Linked DNA regions of Mus musculus: regions 2, 3 and 4 are each linked to region 1. The links are chromatin contacts, called in public HiChIP or PLAC-seq and promoter capture Hi-C maps. All regions are on one chromosome and are shown on one strand. Each heading gives the region's core, a stretch centred on a gene start, on an enhancer-like site or on the middle of the called end of the contact. The rest is flanking DNA. Distances are from core to core; before and after follow the strand shown. Region 1 has its middle 18 kb from the start of Gm45924. Region 2 overlaps Dcaf13 (DDB1 and CUL4 associated factor 13). Region 3 has its middle 27 kb from the start of Gm35248. Region 4 has its middle 13 kb from the start of Cthrc1.

Region 1 (3,377 bases), core at 596-3,095:
CGGATCGTTCTGTGTTAGCCACGTGCCAAGGCTTCCTCAGATATTGCCCCATAGAGGCCAGTGAGAGGGTTCTCAGCCCCTGTGAGGAGGACCACAGCTCTGACGTGGAAGCTTGCCCTGTGCCTCCTTCTTCCAAAAGCATGCCCTGTTCTCACCGGCTTTTAACCTTGGAGAGGCAGGTGACCCTACGTTCTCAGGGGAGAGGCAGGTGTCCCCACGTTCTCAGGGGAGAGGCAGGTGTCCCCACGATCTCAGGGGAGAGGCAGGTGTCCCCACGTTCTCAGGGGGAGAGGCAGGTGTCCCCAAGTTCTCAGGGGAGAGGCAGGTGTCCCCAAGTTCTCAGGGGAGAGGCAGGTGTCCCCACGTTCTCAGGGCTGTGCTTAGTAGATGTATTAACCAATTCTCTGAGCCTCACAGACCCTTCTAGAAGGGGCTCAAGAGTTTGCAAATTGAATGAATCAAGCGCAAACTCCACAACAACAAACTAAAAATCAAAACCCAGACAGGTCAGACTATCCAAACAGTAGGGGGCTCTATTCACTCATACGATAAAAGAAAAAAAATTTTTTTTTTCCAGTAAAGATTTGCTATGCCAACATGATTCTAAAAACTGCTCAAAAATAGAATACCATATTTTAAATTTAACATATATTTAAATAATTATTAAAACTTAAATAATTTATTTTTGGAGGGGAAAAAAAAAAAAACCTGCCTAGGCCTGAGAGTGTAACTCAGTGGCTTCAGACCCAGGACTCTCCTGCACAAAAGCCATTACAGAAAAGTCTTCAAAAGTGAGACCAGACCCAGCATTCACAGTATCTGACCAGGGTCAGCCACTGCCAGGCACGAGACTGGGGGGTAATTATCCTAAATTCACAGTAGCAGCTGTGACCTTTGCAGAGGGTTTGGTAAATGTCACCCTACACTGAGTGCTTTGGTCATCATCTCATTTAATCCTCAGAACAGCCCCGTGGTGATAATGGTGGCTGGAAACTGAGAACCTAGTCAGCTCTTCCCCATGCCCTATCTCCCCCCACGCCCAATGGCGCGCCTATCAGTCTTCCTCCAGTCTGTCTGGCTCCAAAGTTGAGACCTTAACCACCCGTCCCTACCACCTCACCATGTGGCAAATTACTTTTCCTTCTGGACTCTCAGTGGTGGTCTGGAAAGCAGCCAAGCGTTTGTAGGAAAGCTCTCGGTCTGAACTTGGAGGAGCTGGGAGTGATTATTACTCGTGATCTGAAAACAAGAAAAAAGGTCTGGGGGCGGGGCACTCTAGTTTGTTCTGAAGTCTGCGGTTGAGTGAAGGCAACCCAGTCATTTCAGCAGAGTGCTATGTTACCACTGATGGGATTTCGGGGAGAGATCCTTATTTCAGACTCCAGGTCTTTACCCCTCTGTTATAGTTCAGAGCAAGGCTGAGAGGGAGGGAACTTAGATTCTACGCCTGGCTTCTTTTCTTAGATGAATGAGGTCTTCTTCAGCCTCCTCGAATCTTCGTGCAAAGTTCAGGTTATTTGCTTGGCCTCCGTCAGAACTCATATAGGACAGGTCTGGTGTTGCACTGGTGGGCAGGGCAGCACCGTATGGGCGTGGCAGTGCAGACGCAGGGCTTTCTGTGGAGACCAGCATTTTCCTCAGAGCGGAGCAGCAGGCAGGCCCCGCAGAGAGGAAAGCTCTGCAGAGGGATATTTTTGAGACTGATGCAGAATCCTAAGTAGTGACGTCCCAGTGACTCAGCTGGTGGGTGGAAGTGATTTTCAATAATGACAGTATCACCATGTCCCTCCTCCCACAGTGTCTCACATCACCAAAGACGTGCGCAATAGCCCTGACCCCACTGACTCAGCTACTGAGCACCGCAGGAAGAGAATAAAGGGAACAGGGGCGGGCGGGCGCCTCACAGGCTGTCCCTCTGAACCGTGCAAACCATTTTGCATGTGGAGAGTAATGCCTTCCTCTTCCTCAGAAGCAAGCACAGAAAAACAAGGGTGGAAAAGGTCACCTTGTCCGTCTGTCCTCCAATTGTAAAACAGTCCTCCAGGAGTTAAGTGCTGCATAATTATAGCCACCATTATCAGGAAGAGGCCACTTGAGTTAATTAGAAAGGGAAGCCACCCAATTGCAGTTAAAAACATGTGGAGCTTGGTAGCATTTTTGAGAGAAAGAAACTGCAATGCTTAAATAGAGCCATTTACAGATGTCTTTTCAGACAGAACAACAGGAAAATCAGCTTAGCTAAGAAGTGTGGGTCATGGCCGATGTTTGGAGCTAATGAGTGACTGAAACAGTGCCTGTCACCAAGGCAGTCTTGTGTCCTTCCTGACCTCGGGTGCCTTCAGAGGTAAGGGGTCAATTAAGGACTTCTCTGGGGCTTGTGAAGGATTGTAGTGACCTTAGCAACAGTTAGCAGTGGGAGGAAGGGAAGGGTAGCTTCCTAGGAGCCGCCTTCTCATGAATAAACATGAGTTTGTCTTAGGGCTGTGTTGGAATAGAGATGCCAAGTGTGGCCAGAGTGCACCGCAGGAGCCAATGGCTGCAATGGTTGGAGGCTTCCGCTTCACCCCTCATCTATGCCGAAGTCTGGGGCTCCTACTGGAGAGCTGGAACCTGGAGGTTTTCTTTAATGGGCACTGTATTGAGAAGCATTTGGAGTGGGCTGGGGCAAGGCTCATTGTGCTTGATGCTCTGGATTCTAGCCCCACGGCCGCCACCCAACAAACCATTGAAGTCTGGAATTAAAAATAAGGTTCGGATCTTGCTGAAAACAAGAGTTGTGTGTGGTGGTGAATATCTACAGCAGCAACACACACAGGCGCCTCAAGTTCCACACCAGGAAGAAAAACGCCCTCTCTCCCTTCTCCTTTTCTTTCTGTTTCTTTGAACATTTATGTTAGAAAACTCAAAACTGTAAATTTTTCCTTCTTAGAAATGTACATAAATCCTTGGAGACCCTATTACCATTTTGTCAGCTCTTGGAAATGTCTCTTAAACTGGCAGAGGCCTGAAAAAAGTGTGGGACCCTCAGAGCTGCAGTTATAGACAATTATGAGTGGCCTGATATGGGTACTGGGAATCAAACCCTACAAGAGCAGCCTATGCTCTTAACTGCTGAGCCATCTATCCTGGCCTACATTCTTTTAGTTAATATGAAAAAAATCTGTCTGTCTGTCTGTCTGTCTGTCTGTCTGTCTGTCTGCCTGCCTGCCTGTCTTTCAGGATGGTCTTAAGCTCAATCAGCAGCCCAGGTTGGTCTTGCTCTCCAGTTCTTCCCACCTCCTCTTCTGTTTTATAGCTATGTGCCATCATGCCTACCTTCTTTTTTTTTTTTTTTCTTTCTCTAGACCATGTCACTGGCCAGGACTCCTAGGTAGAAC
Region 2 (3,377 bases), core at 338-2,837, 440 kb after region 1:
TGGTTGGTGAACTTTGGAGATCCTCCTGTCTCCATCTCTCCAGTGCTAAAGTTACCGACACATAACGCTAAGGAATGAGTTATAGCTAGGCAGTGGTGGCGCACGCCTTTAATCCCAGCACTTGGCAGGAAGAGGCAGGCAGATTTCTGAGTTTGAGGCCAGCCTGGTCAGCAGATCGAGCTCCAGGACAGCCAGAGATACACAGAGAAACCCTGTCTCGAAAAACAAAAACAAGGGGTTGGGGATTTAGCTCAGTGCTAGCTGGGTTCGGTCCTCAGCTCTTGGGGGGGGAGGGGGGAAAGCAAATCAGTTGTAATATAGCTATTATTATGACATACTGTATTTTCTAAATGAATTCAAAGAAACTAGGCATAGTAGCACCTACCTATAATCCCAGTACTCTGGACCACGAGTTCAAAGCCAGTCTGGACTGCAACGAATTTTTAAAACTCATATTTAACAATCATTTCTTTTAAAAACTTTAATTTTATTTGAGATCTAATGTCTTGTTTCTTGAGGTAAGGGACTCACTGTGATTCCTAAGCTAGTTTTGAATTCCTGGGCTCCAGTGGTTCTTCTTCTTCATCCTCTGAGAGCTACGAAGCAGAACTTCCCCAGCCCCCACCCTTTCTCCTGTAGAACGCCTTCTCGGGAGCCCATGATTAATGCAGTGTTGAAGTTTTTAGAGCTTTTGGGTTTTGTTATGAGTTACTGTTGTTATGCTCTTTGGGTACATGTTGGGATTTAATCATATTTATGTCTCTTAATAAACTGTGGTATTTTTAAACTTAGTAAGGGATGCTGGGTTTTAGGTGTTTGTTTGTTTGTTTGTTTGTTTAGTTGGTTGGTTTTTGGTTTTTCTTGAGACAGTCTCCAGGGCGGTAGTATGGACCAGACTGGCCTCTGACTCAGAGATTATCCTGTCTCTGAGTCCTGAGTCCTGGGATTAAAGTCCTGTATCACCACACCTGGCTCAAAAGCATGCAGCACTAAGGTGTATTCCTATAAGCCAGTCTTGACCTGCTTAGCTTCTAAGGTCAGACAAGATCAGGTGCATTCAGGGTGGTACAGCCTTAGACATTGATCATTAATATGAAGCAATTAAATAACAAAAGTTGAATGTAACTTTTTACTTTATTCTCATTGGAAAATTCTTTTTTAAGTTTAGTTCTAGTGAAAGAAAATGCTTTATGATTTAATTTCTTTTGGCTGAGGTAATTTCTTATGTACTTGCTCATATTTTATATATTTTGTTTATTTCTAGGGAAATGAATCGTCGTAAACATAGCAAGCCTGGATCTGTGCCGATTGTGTCAGAGAGGAAGAAACACGTAGTGGCGGTTGTGAAATAATGTTTTGTCTTCCTACCAAGTTTGATATATAATTATTTGCTACTTTTGATTTGGGAACTCTGTAAATAAAAGTCCTGAGTCTGGTTTAATAGTAAACACTGCAGTTGTGTGTTTTTCTTTCTTTTGCCCTGCTTGACTTGGCGTTCTCTGTTTTTCTTACTACTTGCACTGATCTAAGAGCCAGCTGTGCAGTAGCAGAATCACCTGTCAGTTCGTTTGTTATGTAACAACTGAAACCTTGGTATGTTTGCCTGGTGTCTTGTCAGAGCATTCGATGCTACTGCTATGTAGAGAAGTGGCACCTGCTGAGTCACTGGCCCTACCTCCTGCTACAACCTGGTTTCCATAGTGATATTTTCAGTGTCCCTCACATCACAGAGCCTGACTAGTCAGAGACACGAGCGATTTCCTGTAATTCAAGCCTAGGCTAATCTACACACAGCATGATTCTGACCATTTTTGAAATGTCACTTTTGGCGTTCATGGCCTCTTGTAAAAAATGTACACATAGAGTTTCTCAAGTGACATTGTCAGAGTAGATCTTGAAGGGAGTAAGGATGGTGATAATGAGAAGTTGCTGAAAAGAGAGAAGAGCGGAAGTAGAAAAGACAGAATTGCCTGTGGATATCAAATGCCTTCTTATTAAGTCTCACCATGTAGTCAGTGTGACCCTTCTCTTTGATGGAAACAGACTGGGTAATGTTCTGTCACGGGTATAAACAATAAGGTAATCAGGATGCCTTTGGCGAGTAGCTTGAGTAGTTAATTCAGAGTTAAAGTACTAAAGTATTTGATGGCAGGGACCTTGAAGCATGGTGAGTGTCTTTGCCAGTGTCTAGGGATTGTGAGTGGATAGATAACTTGTTTATTGAATAGATATTTTCTGATTTCCTCAACCTGTGTTGAGTCCTAGCAAGCAGGTGCTCACACATGTGTACATGCCCTTGTGTCCCCCACCCCTGTGTGTGTGTGTCTGTCTTGTCTATAATTTTTAAGCCAAGGGCAGTAGCAGCTTTATGCTTGGTTTTCTTCATGAGCACTTATGGCAGTGTCTGGAATGAACTTGTTCTTTTGCTTCAAGCCTCAGGGTCATCTCTTGCATTCTCTGTTTGAATAGCATACCTACCACCTACAGAGATTCTCAAGAAAAAGTCCTGTACAAGGCTTTATTAATAATTGTAACAATAATATCTGTTGACCTGCTGGTTTCTAAACAGTATGTCTTACATGCACTTACTTGAAATTAATTTACATCAAATTCTGATAAGAATCTCCAAAGGGAGTTCTTACTACAGTTCATATAGTCTGTACACAGTCTACATTGAAGGGGTCAATCTCAAAGAAAATAAGTAATTGCAGAGCATTATGATATCTTAGTAAGACAATACAGCAGCAGAAAAGAAAGGCCTACCTGCTGGGGAAGGAAGAAGCAAGCCCTTCAGAGGCCAGCAGTGGCTTGGTTTTGTTTTTTTGTTTTGTTTTGTTTTGTTTGCTTGTTTTTTCTATTCACTTTACATTTCGATTGCAGCCCCCTCTCCCAGTCCACCCCTCACACAATCCCTCCCTTTCTCAGAGAAGGGGGACCACCCACCCCCATACCAGCCCACCCTGGCACATCAAGACACTGCAGGACTGAGCACATCTTCTCCCACTGAGGCCAGACAAGGCAGCCCAGTTAAGGGAACAGGATTCACAGGCAGGCAGTGGAATCAAGGACAGCCTCCTGCTCCAGCTGTTGGGAGATCTGTATGAAGACCAAGCTGCACATCTGCTTGGTTATGTGCAGAGGGTCTAGGTCCAGTCCATGTATGCTTTTTCGTTGGTGCTCCAGCCTCTGAGAGCCCACAAGGGTCGAGGTTAATTGACTCTGTTGGTCTTCTCTTGATACTTTTATTACTATATTTTCTTTTTAAATTTTTTTATTCATTTATTTTTATTTATTCACTTTACATCCCACTCACTGCCTCCCTCCTGGTCACCCACCCCCTCCCACAATCCTTCCTCCATCCCCCTTCCCCACGAAGA
Region 3 (3,377 bases), core at 225-2,724, 440 kb before region 1:
ACACAGCACAGATGCCTGGTCCACTGTCTGTGAATGTTGTACCACTGTGGACAACAGGAGACTGGTGTGAATAGTTCACTCTCCTTACTCCTGGGAGGTGGGGACCTGAAAGGGAAGGAAGGGCCCCTCCTGCAGGGAGGTTAGCCACATCATAGATCCGTAGCAGTGACTGGGGCCCTTGAAGGTACCAATTGCCCCCTGTTGGGTACGGAACCCTTAACCACTGACGAGGAGAAATGGTGGGCACTAGCCACACTGTCTGCTTCTGTGTTTCATACATACCTCACACATTGGAAGTTGTGAATGAGATGCCAAGTGGCTCACTCATGAAGAATGGTGTTAAATGTGTCTCATTGACACTTGTGGTGAAGCCCTCAATTTACATTGAACAACCATGTGATATTGGTCTACCAAACGTTAACTAACCTTACCAAGGGAAGAGCTAGTGGGCAGAGAGCACACTCCCAAACTTGTAAGCATCCTGCTGGTATGTTTCCAAGAGAAAGACATGGCAGAAATTGTTTGGCCTGGGCTGGGGAAATTTAGCTCAGTGGTGAGATGTCTGTCCAGTAAGCAGGAAGCTTTAGGTTCATCTCTCAGATCTGGGAAGAGAATGCTTTTGACCTCAGGAATGAATGATTTGGGCTAGGGACATGGCTCAGTGGGCACAGTTACTGTCCGAGCTCGGAACTGAACACAGTACCGCAGGCATTCTGAGCATGTGGTCTGTCACTGAGCTGCCCCAGCTCTCTGCAGTTCTACAATCTGTGAGATGCTCACACCCAGATCCCAAACTCTGGCTTTTGTACACAACTGATTTCTCACCATCTGTGACACGCACTGCTGTGCTGTGTGAAGCCAGTCCTAGTACAGGCCAAGAGACAGCTGTGAGGTCCTTGGGGACTTGATGTGAGTTATCTGAGAAGGTGTGGTGGGGTACGGGGGTGTGGTGTTTGTCTTGCCCTAGAGCTGTGGTTCTTAGCCTTCCTCGAGCTGAGACACTTTAATACAGTTCTTCATGGTGCCATGACCTTCAACCATAAAGTGATTTTCATTGCTACTTTATAACTGTAATTTGCTACTGTTATATGAATCATAATGTAAATATCTGTGTTTTCTGATAGTCTTAGGTGACCCCATGAAGAGACCATTCACCTCTCAAAGGCGTCACAACCCACAGGTTGAGAACCACACTGCCCTAGTGAAAGTTCTTATCAAAAGGAAGAGAAGAGCAGTCTAATGGATACCCTAGGACTGGCACAGTGCTGAAGGGCCTTCTGGGACTGTTGGAGGACAAGATTCACAACTGAAGTTCTCTGCCCCAGGCTGTTTCCCCAGACACACAAGTCAACAGCTGAACACACCCTTCAGCTATCTGCTCATTTGGAGACTGGAAAGTTAAACATTGCTCATACTGCGTTTGAGAGACTTCCTACCACTGAGACTCCTTGACCATTTGGGATGCTCAAAAGCTTCCAAGAAAGCATCATGTGACAGGCTGGGTGTTAGAGAGCTGGGACACTGCACCTGGATACTGCCACGCTCTAGTCTTTTTACTACTTGACACTCATTAAACAAATACAGATAGGTGGAGTGGTGGCTCGATTCCCAACAGCAAAACAAAACCCCAAAGCAAAGGATGTGAAGACAAACCTGGTATAAGGAAGTTTCTCTGGGGGAGGGAAGGGCATGAGGACCTGAAGAAGGGGCAGAGGCAGACAGACAGGAGCAGAGGCAGACAGACAGGAGCAGAGCCAGGAGGGCAGAGAAGAGGGGACAGAGGAGGACACACACACACACACACACACACACACACACACGGAGAGAGAGAGAGAGAGAGAGAGAGAGAGAGAGAGAGAGAGAGAGAGAGAGAGAGAGAGAGAGAGAGAGAACAACTAGGAACAGATGGGAACAAAGAGACAGAGAAAGAAAAAGAGAGAGTCAGAAAGACAGAGGGACAAAGAGCAGGGGTAGCAAGCAGTGCTTTTTATAAACCACTTGGTGCATCACCTGTACCTGGAGGTATGGTGGCAGGTGATGATGTAAGCAGTTGCTAGGTCCCTGGGGGAATTCTAGTGCCATGGCCTATAAGCTGACAACTTATATGAACAATGTCTTAGAAAAAACATGAAGGACCAAAGTGTGTGTGTGTGTTTGTGTATGCTTATGTAGAGATTATATTATGTATAGATGACATAAGTAAATTCTTATTGAATGACAAAAACACTAAGAGATTCTGGGTACTTACACTATGAGATGACATTAGAGCTTAAGCCCAGCAAGACTTGAGTATTTATTGCCACCCAAACTAAGCATACAGGCAGTGTCTGTATCATGGAAGCTGCCGAGTTGCACCTTTGGCCGACCTTACATGGTAAAGCTCTTAAAATAACAGTGCCTCTGATCCGAGCCTGGTGGTATGTTGTGGGTTGGTCTTATGCTCTGTGTATCCAGATGCTGATTCCGGGGCAGGACATCTAGTTACAGTCTAGACACAGGCGCTGTAATGGATATTGAAGACTCCCCTGTATCAGTGTGATGTAAAGAAAGTTCCCCAATTATCACTGATTGATTAATAAGAAGGCTGAACAGCCAGTGACGGGGCAGAGGAGATAGAAAGGCTGAACTTCTGATCCCGGTGAGGGAGAGGAGCCAGGAGAAGGATTTGGCCATGAGGCAGGTGGAGGTCAAAAAGCAGGACCATGAGATGGAAAAAAAGGGAAGAAGATTGGCCGTGAGGTCAGGCATGAGAAGGAGCCATCAAGGGAGTTCTCCATGAGCACAGACAGCTACAGCGGAGTGAGCCAAGGAGAGACTAAACACAAGTTACTCAGAGCGAGAGGCTGGCAAGTAGCTAGAGAGCGTAGAGGGTTAGGAATATCTGCTCAGTTATTGTTCTTAAAACGTGTTGAATAAATCAGTAGGTTTCCGACTCGATTATTTGGGAGCTAGCCCGGTTAGAAAAAACTGTCACTTTTAAATTTCATCGTATAATGGTGCATGGTCATAATCCTAGCACTCAGGAGGCTGAGACAGGCAGATGGGGTGTTCAAGGCCTGCTTGAGTTGCATAGCAAGACGCTGTCACAAAACAATTAGACAAAACAGAACAGAATGCCTCTGCCTTGGCTACTCACTGAAGTTCCTTTCTGACACAGATGACACTTCGGAGCTTAAGCATGGCCACTTCCCCAGGACGTGCACCACTATCTGCCTCTCTGCTGATTGGAAGCCTCTGTCTGTGAATTTTGGCCTGGAATGTGAACCACATCAAACTGCTATTCTGACTGTGGAACGGGAGTCACGGGAGCCATTCAGCTGCAGTGACATGATAGTGTGCATAAGAACATAGATGCTCTCTCTAAATAAGACGGAGCA
Region 4 (3,377 bases), core at 459-2,958, 380 kb after region 1:
TTGTTCACATAGCGACCAGTTGATGTATGACTTTACCCGGCGTCAAGGGGCAGTAGACAGAGGGGAGGTTCCGGCCAGATGGTGTCGAGTCAGACAAGATAGCCCTGCCTGCGTCCTTGCATTCCTTTTCATCTTTACAGTTAAGAGCCCTGCCCTGGCATATGGGCTCATAGACAACTCTTTTACATGAATCACAAGTTACAAAATCTCATTTTCCTTCAAGATTTGTTTTGTTTTTTAAAGATTTATTTATTTATTTATTTTATGTTCATGAGTGCTCTATCTGCATGTACACCTGCATGCCAGAAGAGAGTATTAGATCCCATTATAAATGGTAGTGAGCTACCATGTGGTTTCTAGGAATTGATCTCAGGACCTCTGGAAAAGCAACCAGCGCTCTTAACCACTGAGCCATCTTTCCAGCCCTACAGTTTAAGTTTTATAACAACCAGTAATGTGGTACAGCAGCTGGCATCTCTCCTCCCACTGCTTCACATTCACAAATATCACATTGGTATCCTGAAATAAACCATGATCAGAAACTCAGCAGCAACACTAAATACCTGGGTCTCCTTATTCCTTGTCCTTCCACTCCGGGATAATTGATTTGGAACGCCTTCCTCAGCCTAGTCACTCATCCCCTCATCTGTATAGAGCTCCTAGGAACAAACAAATGCCAACACCCAACAGACGATGGCAGAGCATATATATATATTACAGATTTTTGTGAACTAGAGTGAAAGAGAGAACTAATATCCACAAAAATTCAGGGGCCCACAACTTGACTAAAATTTCTGAGAGGTTATAACTTGAAGTATGTTGGTATGTATTCTTTAAGAGGGAAAGACAGGTTGTTGGAAAGACATTTTTGCAATCATTAAAAAAAATCAACAACATCACAGACAGGCTGGGCATAGTAACTTAAGCCTTTAATCCCAGCACTAAAGAGACAGAGGCAGAGGCAGGCAGATCTCTGTGAGCTCAAGGCCAGCATGATCTACCAATTGAGTTCTAGGACAGTCAAGGCTACACAGAAAAACCCTGTCTCAACAAACAAACAAACAAAAAACAACCCCCCAAATAAACAACTCTAAAAAAAAAAATAAACCCCAATAACAACACACCACTTCTAGCCATTCTTGAGTTTTAGGGGCAGTTTATAACATCTGAATGTGATTCTTTAACCCATGTATAGTTACCTCTATGGCTATTAGTTTTGAAGGAGAACCAGCCCCAAAGGCTCTGAAGCAAATTCAGGCAGCAGCAGAAATAACATTATCATATGGTACTTTTGATTCAGCAGACCCAATAACTATAGCAAACAGAAATATATTCAGTGACAATTTTAGCAAGTACCAGGTTTGCTCATCCAAAAAGCAGCAGTCGAGGCATGCATTCTTTCCTGGAAACTTCTAGGAAGCGCTTGTTTTTTTTTCTGATAAGAGGCTTTGGTCTTGCTAGTGTTTTTTGTTTGTTTGTTTGTTTTTGTTTTTGTTTTCCTCCCTGTCTTCTTCCATATATGGCCAGATGAAGCATGGGGCTGTAGAGGCCATTGAGAGACTGGACTTGTTGTATTTGAAAGAAAACTATGCTTTTTACTGAAGATGGCTGGTTTGTTTGTTTTTTAAAGATAGCTTCTGGCTTACTGTAGTGAGCTCTGGTAGAAACATCATGTGATCCATGTGGCCTGAATCTGTCACCATGACCTCAGTGTCTCTTAGGCTGTGTGTAGGAAGGAGATTGTGAAAGATTTAAGAAACACAGCATGGAAGTCCAGAGTTACAAACAAGATTCCTGAGCTCAAATTGCTTCAAGACAAACTCATGTTGTGTTGCTGAATGTAGCCACCAGTGACCACAGGTTACTGGGTTCCTGAAAGGAAAGATGGGAGCCAAGACAAAGTTCTCTGATCAAGGCCTAATGTTTACTTATGAGTCTGAGCTTATAAAGGAGGGGGGAACCCATCCCCCACGTGGTCCTGGTCTTTGTCAGGATCAGTCAGGAAAACAAGCTCAGCTGCTCAGCAGGTAGCTTTTTGCAGGAAGCTGCAGGTGTGGCAGACAATAGACTTTACCTAGGTTGGAAGACTCCACCATAGGTGAGCTAGCAACTGTAGCAAACAAGGTCTGAGCCAGCCTGCTCAAGGTTGGGGGGAGGGCACAGCTGAACAGTTGATTGGAAAATTTAAAAATGAACCTAGCATATTGGCCCACAAAAGATATGCTGATTGAATCCAAGGCTGTAGCACCATAGTCCCAAAGGATGAGTGAAGGGAAAGTTCTCTTATAGGCTGCAACTTGAAGCAGTAATACTCACTACCTGGAGTGAACAGCGGTCACAAGTATAGATCGCTACCACTGTCTTAAAGACAGCGCTAATGACTGGATGGGGAAAGAAAACAAGCAGAGGTTGTTCAAGGATGTGGATGGATCTCTTTGACTGTGAAAACATTTGTGTCTCTTGCCTGTGCTTGCCACTCTGCACCATCTTAAGAATGAGGACAAACATACTATGGTGGGACCAACTCTTTCCCTCAGCTACTAGAGGGATGTTGAAGAAATTATGTTATCACACTAAGGTTCCCAAGTAGATACTCTTCATACAAGTTATAACAATATTCAGAGAAGCATAGGCCCACCATGACAGTTGGTTGAAGAAAGACAGAATTTAGCATCAGCACTGGAGTCTGTATTACCTAGAAAGTTTTAGCTACAGTAAGTAAATGAAAGGCCAAATTGAGACTTATTTTTAAAATAAATTTATTTTTCACTTAAATAAAAACTCCACAGGTACATGTTGCCAAGGGTAAGAGCTGACCCAGAATCCCATATGTGACTTAGAACATGGTTTTATTACATTTTACATATTATTTACATTTATTACATTAATTTGTTACATTCTTTGTTTTGTTTTGTTGGTTTTTCAAGACAGGATTTCTCTTTTAGCCCTGGCTGTCCTGGAAATCACTCTGTAGACCAGGCTGGCCTCAAACTCAGAGATCCGCTTGCCTCTGCCTCCCAAGTGCTAGGATTAAAGGTGTGCGCTACCACATCCGGCTAATTTGTTACATTCTTGAGGCTGACTCCATTTTGGACACTTACATTGTCCAATTAGGAGTCTAAATCGGCTTTCATGTGGACTGAGTTACATGAATCTTCATGAGTGAAGCAAGGAGAGAATCTATGCCAGGATACTAAGAAAAAAAATATTTTCAGCTACTCTGGATGGCTTATCTGTGTTGGTTTCATGCCATTTGTGACTATAAACAAAGCTGTATATCCAGATTGGTGCTGCCCATCAGGACCCAGCTTCAGAGCAGGTGAGGCTGGTGCCCCTAACTCGCAAGGCTGAGTGGAGGGAGTAGATAGGTTTCTGTA

What was found. HiChIP or PLAC-seq counts read pairs in DNA pulled down with a chosen protein or histone mark. Capture Hi-C pulls out chosen DNA fragments and counts their contacts.
Region 2: a promoter capture Hi-C map of liver shows a contact between it and region 1. The contact joins two enhancer-like sites. A contact is called at or near these places in 1 of 15 datasets of contacts at CTCF or cohesin (the NIH/3T3 cell line), 4 of 115 datasets of contacts at active chromatin or transcription factors (the NIH/3T3 cell line, bone marrow-derived macrophages, embryonic basal ganglia and 1 more) and 2 of 9 other capture datasets (embryonic stem cells and liver).
Region 3: a FOXA1 HiChIP or PLAC-seq map of pancreatic cancer cells shows a contact between it and region 1. The contact joins two enhancer-like sites. A contact is called at or near these places in 1 of 15 datasets of contacts at CTCF or cohesin (large pre-B cells) and 2 of 115 datasets of contacts at active chromatin or transcription factors (bone marrow-derived macrophages and pancreatic cancer cells).
Region 4: a contact with region 1 is called in an H3K4me3 HiChIP or PLAC-seq map of embryonic stem cells, with 16 read pairs. The contact joins two enhancer-like sites. A contact is called at or near these places in 4 of 39 promoter capture datasets (the HPC-7 cell line, frontonasal cranial neural crest, hippocampal neurons and 1 more), 2 of 15 datasets of contacts at CTCF or cohesin (the NIH/3T3 cell line and pro-B cells), 52 of 484 Hi-C or Micro-C datasets (the 4T1 cell line, the AML12 cell line, B cells and 38 more), 12 of 115 datasets of contacts at active chromatin or transcription factors (bone marrow-derived dendritic cells, bone marrow-derived macrophages, craniofacial prominence and 6 more) and 4 of 9 other capture datasets (adipose tissue, embryonic stem cells, liver and 1 more).

Annotation. Positions count from the first base shown.
Region 1 is chr15:38,708,571-38,711,947 of GRCm38.p6, forward strand. No RefSeq gene overlaps it. Among named protein-coding and RNA genes, the nearest start is that of Gm45924, 18 kb to the right of the region's middle. Within about 2 kb of position 1,846, at least 264 of the 459 cell types and tissues checked have an H3K27ac peak or open chromatin away from gene starts, as enhancers often do. A contact at or near this core is called in bone marrow-derived macrophages, embryonic stem cells, liver and 2 more, where this site is marked.
Region 2 is chr15:39,145,409-39,148,785 of GRCm38.p6, forward strand. It overlaps Dcaf13 (DDB1 and CUL4 associated factor 13), which reads left to right. Exons shown (of 11, transcript NM_198606.2): 11 at 1,265-1,448. The coding sequence ends at 1,352. Among named protein-coding and RNA genes, the nearest start is that of Dcaf13, 34 kb to the left of the region's middle. Within about 2 kb of position 1,588, at least 7 of the 459 cell types and tissues checked have an H3K27ac peak or open chromatin away from gene starts, as enhancers often do. A contact at or near this core is called in liver, where this site is marked.
Region 3 is chr15:38,270,522-38,273,898 of GRCm38.p6, forward strand. No RefSeq gene overlaps it. Among named protein-coding and RNA genes, the nearest start is that of Gm35248, 27 kb to the right of the region's middle. Within about 2 kb of position 1,475, at least 16 of the 459 cell types and tissues checked have an H3K27ac peak or open chromatin away from gene starts, as enhancers often do. A contact at or near this core is called in pancreatic cancer cells, where this site is marked.
Region 4 is chr15:39,088,488-39,091,864 of GRCm38.p6, forward strand. It overlaps a transcript of Slc25a32 not described here. Among named protein-coding and RNA genes, the nearest start is that of Cthrc1, 13 kb to the left of the region's middle. Within about 2 kb of position 1,709, at least 30 of the 459 cell types and tissues checked have an H3K27ac peak or open chromatin away from gene starts, as enhancers often do. A contact at or near this core is called in bone marrow-derived macrophages, embryonic stem cells and stem cell-derived germline stem cell-like cells, where this site is marked.